Regions from separate parts of the Sus scrofa genome. Here all the other regions are linked to region 2. The links are chromatin contacts, called in public Hi-C and HiChIP or PLAC-seq maps. All regions are on one chromosome and are shown on one strand. Each heading gives the region's core, a stretch centred on a gene start, on an enhancer-like site or on the middle of the called end of the contact. The rest is flanking DNA. Distances are from core to core; before and after follow the strand shown.

Region 1 (3,932 bases), core at 987-3,486, 500 kb before region 2:
TGTTAATCTATGAAACAGAAAAAACAATTTATATTCTGCTAATTGTTTTACCACCTACTTTGAGTTTTGAGGTGAGCATATTTGATTACCTCCCCAAGTCGCTGCATGTACAGAGGTTCAGTAATGTCTATGCCAACATTTTCTTCTTCTTTAGCCAGAGGATCGATAAAACGCTGAATAAATCTCTTAATGGGGAGAGAAAAACATTAAGCTTAATGCAGGTAGGAATAAGCAACTATACAAAACAAAGTTATAAACATTGGGGTGCATATATCTTTTCAGGTTAGTCAAGACGTGGAAACAACCCAAGTGCCCATCAACAGAAAACTGGCTTAATAAGATATGAGAAGAAAAGACATACACAGTAATACTACTCAGCCATAAAAATTGAAAAATTGCTGTTTGCAGCAACATTGATGGGTCTAGAGAACATTATACTTAATGAAATGTCAGGTAAGAAAAAGACAAATGCTATATGATATCACTTATGTGTGGCATCTATAAACACAAATAAATCTATACACAAAACAGAAACACACAGACATAGAAAGCAAACTTATGGTCAACTGTGATAAAAAAAAAGAAAAAAGAAAACAAATTTACGGTTATCAAGGGGAGAGGAAAGGAGGGAGAAATTAGGAATATGGGATTAACAGACACAAGTGCTATATTTAAGATAGAAGGGCAATATGGGTTTACTGTATAGCACAGGAAGTTATAGTCAGTATAATAACCTATAATGGAATATAAACAAAAAAACACATATAATAACTAAATCACTTTTCTATACACATGAAAATAACACAATATTGTAAATCAACTATACTTCGAAAAAAATAGTGTGTCAATTTGGAGACAGCCATATTTCTCTTCTTAAAAACTTGTCAGCTACATAAGGATCTGCCCCTAAATATCACAGGTTACTTAGATGCAGTTACAAACACTTTCTTCCAGCCATTTCTGGAGCCTGCAGGATGACAAATATCTCACCTGAAAATTTTCTTTGCACGTTGCCACATTTACATCTGTTCCCCAAATCACGAGCTTCTGGCCCAAAGACTGCTCGCTTGCCACTATATCCTCTGCGGCCGGCTGTATAGGAAAAGACGACGTGAGCAGGGTCACGGGGATGGCTCACCTCGCCCGGCCCCTATGCCCGGGACCGCCCAGCACTCACCCCGTCCGAGTGCAAGTCCACCTGCAGCCCCTTGCGCGCCGACCCCAGGTCGGGCCTCTGCCGCACCGGTGTACCACGAACGCCACTCCTTGGGGTGCCCTCCACTCTTGAGCTTGGGGTGCCGTAGGTCAGCGGCGAGCTCATGTCCAGGTCCAGGGGGGCCCCTGGGGACCGGGTCCCATGGGGTGAGCGCAGGGGCCTGATTCTCGTTCACTACCCCCACCTGGGAGCACCCCACCCCAGCCACCTCCCAATCCTGCGGACCCCCGAACCCCGACCGGGTGGCTAACCTGCCGACGGCGCACGGGGCGAGCTGCGGAGCTCGATGCCTGGCGACAAGGGCAGCAGCTGAGGTTCTCCAGCTGACGGGGGGTCCTGGCCTAAGGGGAAGGGCATGGCGGCGTCGGCGCAGGTGGCCCCGGAGCCGCACGGAGACTGGGGACTCGGGGCTGACCCGGCACTGCCCGCCTGCCCTCCCCGGGGACCCCACGGGGCACAGCCCAACCCCGGGTATTCACCTGGCTGCGTAGGGGCGGCCCGCCGAGTGCTGCGACGGCTTGGGGTGGACGCCGGGGACGACATGGCTGGCTGCACGACAGGGATACTGGCTCGAGTGGATCCTCCCAGATGGACGCCCGCCTTCTTCCCGCGTTCCTGAACCCCTTCCTCTCAGCCCTTCCCCCAGCCCCGCCGACCCGCGGGGCCACACCTGAGGGTCGCGCTTGCTTTGCTCCAGCAGGGCCCAGGTTTCCCGCCGGCGGCACCGTTGTCTCCGCCCCCTGGCGGCAGCCCACCAATCAGAGCGGCGCCCTGCTTCCGGAAAGGACCACTGTGTAGCAGCAGGGGAAGCTAGACGGCCTCCCCACGCGCCCCGCAGGAGACTGACGCAGAACTCCCCGGCTCGAGTGGTCTTGTCCGCGACTGGAGCGCGATTTCGCGGGAAATCTAGGGAGATCGCCTGACTGCGTTCAGGGTCCAGGCGCCAAAGGGCGTTCCTTGGTGGAGCCGCTCCTGCGTCCTTTGGAAGTCCAAAGGATACGTCCCTGCTCCTTACACAGGGCTAGCTGTCGTCCCTGATCCGAGCCCTGGCCTGTCTCTTTCTGCCTGGGGCACTTGGTCAATTCGCCACCTGTCCTCCGCATCTACTTCTGGAGGTCGAGCCGTTGAATTCCTGACTCTCCCCAAGTTCTAACGTTTTGTTTTAAGGGTACTGTGGACCCCACGTTCATAACCCTCCCCAAATCTTAAAGTACGTGTAAGTAAGTCACTATTCCTACAGGGAGACCCCCTCGAGGGTCCCGGGAAAGGTTTCAGCACGGAAAACCGAATCGAAGGCATTTCAAGGACCGGAAAGTGTGTGCGCAAGCGCCCGGGAACCTTGCAGGTCCGCGAAGCCCCGCCCACAGCCCCACCCCCTGCGCCACCGCACTTCTGGGCCGGGGCCTGGTGTGCGCAGGCGCGATCCTCCGCCGTCATGGCTGATTCGGGGTCCGGCGTGCGGCTCTCCCTGCTGCAGCTGCAGGAGTCCTTGTCGGCCTCCGACCGCTGCAGCGCGGCGGTGGCCAGTTGTCAGTTGCTGCGTGGTCTGGGGCAGGAGTGCGTGCTGAGCTCCGGCCCGGCGCTGTTGGGTGGGTACGGTTCCTCGCTTCCGTCGGCTGGTCCAGCGTGGGCGACTAGGGCGGTGTTTGAACTGGGTCCTCAGAATTTGTGATGTGTTCAAAAGTGGTTTAACAGCTGCCTCTTAACGGCAGAGTTGAGGTATTTAAAGCAAAGCCGAGGGTGGTGAGGGAGTTCCCGCTGTGCGCAGTGGGTTAAGAATCCGATTGCAGCGGCTCGGACCGCAGAGGTGCGGGTTCATGCTCCTGGCGCAGGGGGTGAAGGCTCCCTCCTTGCCCTCTGGGCCGGGCATTTCCCCGTGTCCCCTGCGGCCATAAATCAATGCCCTGAATTGGGCCATCATTGCTCTCCACAGTGGGGAGGGTAATCGAGAGGATAGTGTTTTCTTCCACGTCACTCTCGCCTAAACCCGCCAGTCCATCTTCCAAAAGTTTCACTGGGAATATTCAGCGTATGTCTATTCTCTTGAGAGGTTATCCAGAAGTGTATTGATATTCTACCCCTTCTCAGACATAACACAAGCTTAGTGTTTAAATCAACACAGGGTTGTTAAAGTTTTGGAAGCCCAGCAGGCCTCTCATCAAGCTAAAACCAAGGTAGCAGGCATGTCCCCTTTCCTTTTTCTACAGCCCTTGGGGAAGAATTCATGTCCTTTTTCATTCAGGTTGTTAGCAGAATTGAGCTCCTTGCAGCTGTAGGAGAGAGGTCCCTTTTCTTCTTGCTGGTGCTCCTTGCTTCTAGAAGGCATGTGCAGTTCGAGGACTATTCCTCCCTATCTTCAAAGCCAGCAGCAGTGGGTCGGGCAACACAGGTGGAATCCTTATGTTCTCTGATTACCCATCTTCCTCCCCTCTTCCTCTTGTGAAGGCCCTTTTGAGTGAACTGGGGCCCCAGGTGGCCCAACAGTCTCCCCAGTTTAAGGACAGCTGAGTAGTGACCTTAGTTCCACAGGCAACTAATTTTCATTTGCCATGTAAAGTGAGCATACTGACAGGTGTGACACTAGAAGTTAGGATATGGACATCTTTGGGACCATTATTCTGCCTACCTTATCCCTATGGAACGTCATCTAGAACTTCCTGTTTTCCTTGCCAAAATATGGCCGCCTTAGGCTAGTGTTTTATCACTCAAAAGGCAA
Region 2 (3,891 bases), core at 466-2,965:
ATGCCATCCCTCTCGCTCTCCCTTTGTCCCTCTCTATGTCTCTCTCCTCCTGACCTTGCTGTGTAGCCCTTTGGTGTACAACGTACTCTCCAGGACCTGTAAGGAATCTTGTTTTGCAAAGTGCCCTGATGGTTTTTGCTGAAGTGCACCTTGCCATCATAATTAGAACCACAAGATCTGGTCCAGCCATAACAATGGGTGGGCAGGAGGATGTCTATGGGAGCTTTGGACAAATAATACAGGCTGAGACCTATAAAACACAGAAGAAACTGTTGACTAGGCGCCTTAGTGGACTGTGGTCGAAAGAATGATTTCACAATACACTGAGTTTAAGCTGAACTCAAGGGAAAGGTCAAATACAGATCTGAAAATCATCATCAATGTATGAGATTGCCCAGAACAAACTTGTAAAGAGGTAAAAAAGCACAAGGTCAAAAGTTAGAACCCGCAGGAAGACAGTAAAGAGAAGTAAATGAGCAGTTGCAAGACAGAAAGAGAAGCAGGTGGCAAATACGTCAAATGCTACAATGACCAATGTTATATTGGATTGAACAGTTCAATATGCTTCCTTGGGAGTTCCCAGCGGGGCGCAGCGGCAACAAATCTGATCAGGAACCAAGAGGTTGTGCGTTCCATCCCTGGCCTCACTCAGTGGGTTGAGGATCCGAGGTTGCGGTGAGCTCTGGTGTGGGTCATAGACGCGGCTTGGATCCCGAGCGGCTGTGGCATAGGCCGGCAGCTGTAGCTCCAATTAGACCCCAGGCCTGGGAACCTCCACATGCCATGGGTGAGGCCCTAAAAAAAAAAAAAAAAAAAAAAAAAATATATATATATATATATATATATATACACACACATATATATATGTATGTATGTATATATATGTATATTTCCTGGACTTTTCCTATGTCTAAAATCAGGATGTAGCCCACAATCTACAGGTATGCGTGTCATAGGCTTCTTTTCCTCCCTAAAGTGGTTATAAAACTGGCAAGGTGTGTGACACTCACTCAGTGGTATCCCAGAAGCGAGGAGATACGGTAGTGACAAGGGGGCTGAGCCATACACGGACTATTCTTTCAGATGGTTTTTTGGTAAAAGGAGCGGAGTCAAGAAAGGAAGCAGTGTCTGCTTTGATAAGTTTTCGGTCAGATGAGACAAGCATATTCGTAAGCAAGGAGCTCAGAAACAGCTTTCGAAGCGCCAAGGGCACTTACACTCCGAACCAGGCTCCCCACACGGACCCCGCGCCAAAGGCTGAAGGGCCAGGGGAGGCGACGTGGCGCAGACCCGGCGGGGACGCAGCCCCTCGCGGACCCAGGACGCCGCCGCCGCTGCCGGGGTGCGACCGGCAGAGACCGGCCGAACCCTGGGAGGTTCAAACCACACGGCCCTTCTGACCCGCCCCGGTCGCCCCACGCCCGCGACCGCCGCCCTCCAAGAGAGCGGCTCCTCCCGCTCTGCCTCAGACGCGGGCCGCTTCCACACTACGGGCGCCACAGACCCCTGGCCTACCCGGAGGAGGCGGCACCCACACGCCCAAAGCCTACCTTCGGGCCGCGCGAACCGCCGCCGCGGGGCATGTCCCCGCACGCCGCGTCCTCAAGAGCGCACCACCCCTCAGGGAGCCGGAAAGCTGCTCACCACCGCACCAATTCGGCGCGCCGCGCCGCACCACGCGCTACGATTGGAGGGCCTCGGGCTGAGGGCAGGGGCTCTCCAGACGTACCGCCCCCCAGGCGGGCCGCGCCGCATCGCACATTGTGATTGGTGAGCCCTCAGTCTGGGGGTGGGGACTCTCCGGGCGCACCGCCCTTCCGACGCGCCGCGCGGCACCGCACGTTGTGATTGGCTGGACCTCGGATTGGGGGAGGGGATTCTTCGGGCGCACCGCCCTCCCGACGCGCTGCGCAGCAGCGCGCGCTGTGCTAGGCTGTTGCTCCCGCTGGAGTGTAGTTTCCTCTAGTACCCCCGCCCCCCGCACCCGGTTGGCCGCTGGGAACTCGGTAGGGACGCCAGGTCTGGATCAAGGTTTGCTGCGGTACTCCTCCTACCTATACCTGGAGGTGAGTCCTGCGGAGCGCCCCTTGGACAGGCCGAAGCGCCGCCTTGGGAGCTATTAAAAGTCCGCGCGCTGTTTTTCAGATAAGGCTCGTACATATTGTGTTTTGTTAGGCAAGGACTCGCCTTAATAAAAATAAGTGATAACCCAAAGTGGGCTATGAATTCAACAATCGATACTTAAGGAATGGTTGCAGCCGTAAATAACCCGAGATAGGGGTGCTATTTCCCCACCTGCTGGGAGATAAGGGGGTTAGTATGCAAACAAGAAATTTTCAAGTTCAGAGACGCCAGAATCCCTGTGGGACTTGTTATAACCGGTGACTAGGTCTTAGACTCCTAGGGTCCGGAGTGAGGCCGGAGAACCTGCATTTCTGATGAGTTCCCAGGTAACGCCGTCCTGCCTCACTTTGAGAACCAAAGGCTGTTCCCTTCCTTAGACCCTGCAAGCCAGTTTGCTTAAGTGTCCCAGCATTTGGAGAGTAGATTCAAAACGGAATGCAATGGGAAGGACAGAGTATAAAGGGAATTAGGTTACAATGTCATAGGGAAGGAGTATTCACTAATAAAGATATGTCTGTGGTAGAGAAAACTAACACCGTGATTTAAGGTGAAAAGCGTCAGCCAGGGCAGGAGGGAAGGGTTCCCATTGGTACCCTCACAAGTATGGCAGAAGTGGGGTTTTGGTCTTTTGCTGCAAAAGCACTTTTGTGTTTTGCAATTTAGCCGTTTTCAGTCTTTTTCTCCTCCCTGGTGCCTATTCTTTCACCATATTGTGTTTGAGTTCCAGTGCCTAAGCCACAACTGCTTAGTATAAAGTAAGATAACTGCAATCACCGAAAAAAAAAAAAAGTATTAGCTTGAGGTAGACCTTACTAATAATGTTCCTGTCAACACTTAGAATAAGATAAACTGGTTCTAAATGTGGGTAGTTTAGGATTTAGAATATCGAGCCTCTGCCAGGGACTCCCCAAAGATTTGCTATTATTACCTCAATTAGACCTTACTGAAGCAGGAGATAGATGGGTCCCAGGCTGAGCAGCTGTAATCTGTTCCCTGTGGCAGATAACTTCAAGATAAAGGCTGCATCCTGCTTGGATAAAAGAGAGATCACCTTTTTCTCATTCTTGAGGTCAAGGAGACTTCCAGAACTACACATTTGCAAAAAGTTTCCTCAGGGTCAGAGAAAGGAGGGGTACCAGACCATAGTACATCCTGTCAACTTCCCAGAGACCCTTGTGCAAAAATCCATCCTGAGGGCAGGGCCCTGAGTCAGGTCACAGCCAGACAGGCAAGGTGACTGGCCAGAGGAAGCCCCAAACTGGCTCTGATGGCCACAGGAACTCACCTCTGAAGGTGAAACCTGGAGGTGTCCAAAAGTTACCATTGCTTTGTTACCATGCTAGGATCTCTGCCCCAGGGAAGGATTTGTACTCTGCTGGGCAAAATTCTTCCATGTGCAAAAAAGCATGGAAGACTGCGCATGCCCCAGCTAGCCCCAGCTAGCCCCACCTGCCTCTGAAAATCTTCACCCCTTTCCTAGAACCCTGGTGAGAAGTCTGCCTCCTACCCCTTAAAATTCTCTTACTCCCTTCCCTTCAGAGAATTCCCTTACCCCCTCTCCATTCTCCATTCCTTGGTCAATGACTAAAGTTTCTGCTCTGCTTTACCCAACTGCATTACTTTGATTGGCATTTGCAATTCCAAGCAAAGGACGCATTGAGGGAGTCACTGACCTGTTGGGGGTCAGTAACAAACCTGTTCATTTTCGCAGACATTTTATCTCTCTTATCAAAGGCCTGTCTGTCCCACATCTATGACTGAGCAGGA
Region 3 (3,680 bases), core at 820-3,319, 320 kb before region 2:
CTCAACATAGCAATGCCCGCATAAACATGGGGGAATCCAAGGATCCATTTTTAAGGAATGCTTTCTAACCTGGCCGCTTCCTTTTGACAACTCTACTCAGAACACTACAGCTTGGAGTTCCCATCGTGGCCCAGGGGAAACGAATCTGACTAGGAACTATGAGGTTGTGGATTCCATCCCTGGCCTCGCTCAGTGGGTTAAGGATCTGGCGCTGCTGTGAGCTGTGGTGTAGGTCCCAGACGAGGCTCAGGTCTGGTTTTGCTGTGGCTGTGATGTTGGAGGGCAGCTGTAGCTTTGATTCGACCCCTAGTCTGGGAACCTCCATATGCCACAGGTGTGGCCCTAAAAAGCCAAAAATAAATAAATAAAAATAAAATAAAAATACTACAGCTTCAAGATCCCTAACAATGAGAAATGCAGTAAGTGGAGACATTCAAAAAATGACTGTGAACTACTATCAGAGAGCTATATTGTTATACTGCATTTTTAACAGTCTTTCACTTGTGTTCAATGTCATAACAAATCTATACTTTGCTGGCCTATGACCTCTCCTTTCTCTATTTCTGAAAGAGGGAAGAAAATTCTTAAATCTAGAAGTTATCATTGGGATTTCCCACTCTGGCACCATGGAAATGAATCCAACTAGTATCCATGAGGATGAGGTTCTATCCTTGGCCTCACTCAGTGGGTCTGGGATCTGGCGTTGGGGTGGGCTGTGCTGTAGGTCGCAGATGTGGCTTGGAGCCCATGTGGCTGTGGCGCAGGCCAGCAGCTGTAGTTCAGATTGAACCCCTAGCCTGGGAACTTCCATATGCCACAGGTGCAGACCTAAAAAAAGGTTTTAAAAATAAAAATTATCATTAATTACTGGTTAATACATTTAAAAAATATGAGGATAGCATCTTCCAAGCTCAATCCCAATCTGACATCTGGATGTACCAATCATCTCGCTGAATTTTTTTTTTTATGAGAATATGGTTCTTTGTGCATTCCCTCCCTGGAGAAGTCTTTGGTAACGTTTTTATGGCTTCTGAAATACATGTTTTTTTGGGGGGATGTGCATGAACCACACTCTATGTGTTCCTAGGTTTTACCCTTAATAGGTAATTATAAGTGTGAGATCTATATCATGTCCCTGGAGTAATTCTAGCGCATTATGTATGTCCCTCTAGAAAGCCTACTCAGTACCCTATGGTGTGTTTTCAGAAGTCACCACTGGAATTGACTGCAGACACTCCAGCGATAGTTCATGGAGCGCTGTAGAGCTTGTGGAACGTTGAGTGTTGGGACAAGAGGAAACGAGAAAGGTTGTGGATGAAGGCCAGGTCTGAACAGGGTCTGTGGTGCAAAAAATGGAATTGACCTGAAATGCCTGTCCAAATTGTAGGAAACGCAACAAAACCAGTTCAGTGTCTTTTTCCTGCATTTTACAACCCGGAAAGCGAACATGTTAATACCTTACCAACGTTTTCTTTCTCCTGAAAGGGACCCACCCCACTGCTCTGGATCCAAAGGCACTTCTTTTTTGGAATATTGAATAGAAAGAATCCGGCCTAAAAAACTGAAGTAAGAAACCACCGCAAGATGGCACTGCTCTAGTGGACCAGGAAGCAGCGCCAGGGGTGCCGGGCTCGTGGGGCAGGGAGTTGGTGGGGTTCGCCCGGGGCACTGAGTTATCTAGAAGCTCCGAGCTCGTGGGGCTTGCGGGGTGCAGGGTTCAAAATAGCTTCCCCTGGCCCCAGGCCCGCGGGGTTTGAGAGCGACCCCACCCACCACCCAGGAGCCAGCGGAACGCCGCGGGGCAGCGTCGCGATCCTCCCCCATTCCCCATCTCCTTGATCGGGAAGCACCAAGACCCAAATTCCCTGAAGCTGCGAGGCAGCGCCCCCGTGCAGAGTCCCCGCCGCCCTCCGCTCTGGTTCCGCCCCGGTGCCGCGGGAGCAGAGGCCCCGACCCACCAGCAGGAAGGAGGCGCGGCCGAGGGAGGGTCGTTCCCGGCAGCGCCGCGCGGGCCGGGCCGGCGGGCAGGAAGCGCGGGGGAGGCGCTCGGGCGGGGGTCCCGCGGTCCGCGGCCGGGGCGGAGCGTGCGCGTCAGCCGGGCTAGAAAAGGCTGCGCCCGGACCGCCAGGGGACCGCGCTCGCTGTCGGCTCGACGCCGCCATGAGCGCCGCGCTCTTCAGCCTAGACGGCCCAGCGCGCGGCGCGCCCTGGTCTGCGGAGCCCGCCGCCTTCTACGAGCCTGGCCGCGCAGGGAAGCCTGGTCGCGGAACTGAGCCGGCCGCTCCCGCCATGTACGACGACGAGAGCGCCATCGACTTCAGCGCCTACATAGACTCCATGGCCGCCGTGCCCACCCTGGAGCTGTGTCACGACGAGCTCTTCGCTGACCTCTTCAACAGCAACCATAAGGCTGGCGCCCTGGAGCTGCTGCCCGGGGCCCCCGCGCGCCCTGCGGGCCCCGGCCCCGCACCGCGACCGCTCAAGCGCGAGCCGGACTGGGGCGACGGCGACGCGCCCGGCTCGCTGCTGCCCGCGCAGGTGGCCGCGTGCGCACAGACGGTGGTGAGCCTGGCGGCCGCCGCGCAACCCACGCCTCCCGCGTCGCCCGAGCCGCCGCGCCGCAGCCCCGCGCCCCCAGCGCCAGGGCCCGCACGCGACAAAGCAGCGGGCAAGCGGGGCCCGGACCGCGGCAGCCCAGAGTATCGGCAGCGGCGCGAACGCAACAACATCGCGGTGCGCAAGAGCCGTGACAAGGCCAAACGGCGCAACCAAGAGATGCAGCAGAAGCTGGTGGAGCTTTCAGCCGAAAACGAGAAGTTGCAACAGCGCGTGGAGCAGCTCACACGGGACCTAGCCGGCCTGCGGCGATTCTTCAAGCAGCTACCCGGCGCACCCTTCCTGCCCGGCGCGGGGGCGGCGGACGCGCGGTGACGCGGGGGGCGCGCGGACTGCGGCCGCAGTGCCTGGAGCTGCCTGGCCGGTCTGGGACTTGGACAGCTGTCGCGTGGACCCTAAGTTACTATGACGGCAGCTTCTCTACATCCTACCCCTAGGATGCAGCTAAGGTACATTCGTAAGAGACTTTTCGAGACTAGCCTTTGTACTGTAGATACGAAAAAAAGACTGAGCATGCTCACTTTTTTATATTGATTTTTACAGTATTTGTAAAAATAAAGATGCGTTAGACCCACCTTGATTCCTGCGCTCAAGGCCCTTCGGACCCGCCGGGGAGGGCGCGTCTGGCCGGCTTGCGCCCTGGGGCCGGGTTCCTGGAAGACCATGGCTTTGCTTCTCAAACAGGCCGAACTACACCTGAGGACTTGCGGGTTAATTTGAGGAGACCCTCTCAGGTGGAAGGCGCCCCGGGATCGTGTCAGAAACTTGCTGGAGCGCGCCCCACCTCGAGTGGGGGCTCCAGGGACGGGGAGAAAGAGGGCTGAGGTTATCCGAAAACGTCTGATTCACCTTGACTGTAATGGGATTTGCTTTCCCTTTGCTCAGTCTTGTAGACAGCTTTAAGTAGACTTCCAAGGTGTGTCAAGTACAGAAGTCACGTAGGAGATGAAAAGAAACAGTCACAAAGCTACTTAAAACCAGCTACCTTGCCAGTACTTGTAATGTTTCAACGCTTAATATGGACGAATAAATAAAGCCTTTCCCCCAAGAGTGTGGGTACTAGG

Evidence for each region. A called contact is a pair of places that touch in the nucleus more often than the background predicts. HiChIP or PLAC-seq counts read pairs in DNA pulled down with a chosen protein or histone mark.
Region 1: a Hi-C map of skeletal muscle shows a contact between it and region 2, with 5 times the contacts expected there. The contact joins the promoter of MCM4 here to the promoter of SPIDR in region 2. A contact is called at or near these places in 2 of 47 Hi-C or Micro-C datasets (blood and skeletal muscle) and 1 of 2 datasets of contacts at active chromatin or transcription factors (skeletal muscle).
Region 3: a contact with region 2 is called in an H3K27ac HiChIP or PLAC-seq map of alveolar macrophages. The contact joins the promoter of CEBPD here to the promoter of SPIDR in region 2. A contact is called at or near these places in 3 of 5 promoter capture datasets (fetal liver, fetal skeletal muscle and liver), 8 of 47 Hi-C or Micro-C datasets (embryonic fibroblasts, fetal heart ventricle, liver and 1 more) and 2 of 2 datasets of contacts at active chromatin or transcription factors (alveolar macrophages and skeletal muscle).

The regions. Positions count from the first base shown.
Region 1 is chr4:79,684,728-79,688,659 of Sscrofa11.1, forward strand. It overlaps MCM4 (DNA replication licensing factor MCM4), which reads right to left and starts at 2,237. Exons shown (of 17, transcript XM_021089418.1): 1 at 1,887-2,237; 2 at 1,696-1,765; 3 at 1,468-1,557; 4 at 1,178-1,341; 5 at 991-1,092; 6 at 90-185; 7 at 1-7. The coding sequence starts at 1,759. PRKDC (DNA-dependent protein kinase catalytic subunit) reads left to right here and starts at 2,648. Exons shown (of 86, transcript XM_021089419.1): 1 at 2,648-2,805. The coding sequence starts at 2,652. It overlaps LOC102164310 (a long non-coding RNA gene), which reads left to right. Exons shown (of 3, transcript XR_002343341.1): 3 at 283-761.
Region 2 is chr4:80,189,029-80,192,919 of Sscrofa11.1, forward strand. SPIDR (DNA repair-scaffolding protein) reads right to left here and starts at 1,716. Exons shown (of 20, transcript XM_021090636.1): 1 at 1,551-1,716. The coding sequence starts at 1,583. It overlaps LOC106510093 (a long non-coding RNA gene), which reads left to right and starts at 1,861. Exons shown (of 3, transcript XR_002343696.1): 1 at 1,861-2,066.
Region 3 is chr4:79,870,794-79,874,473 of Sscrofa11.1, forward strand. It overlaps CEBPD (CCAAT/enhancer-binding protein delta), which reads left to right and starts at 2,070. Exons shown (of 1, transcript XM_005663091.2): 1 at 2,070-3,680. The coding sequence starts at 2,161. The coding sequence ends at 2,931.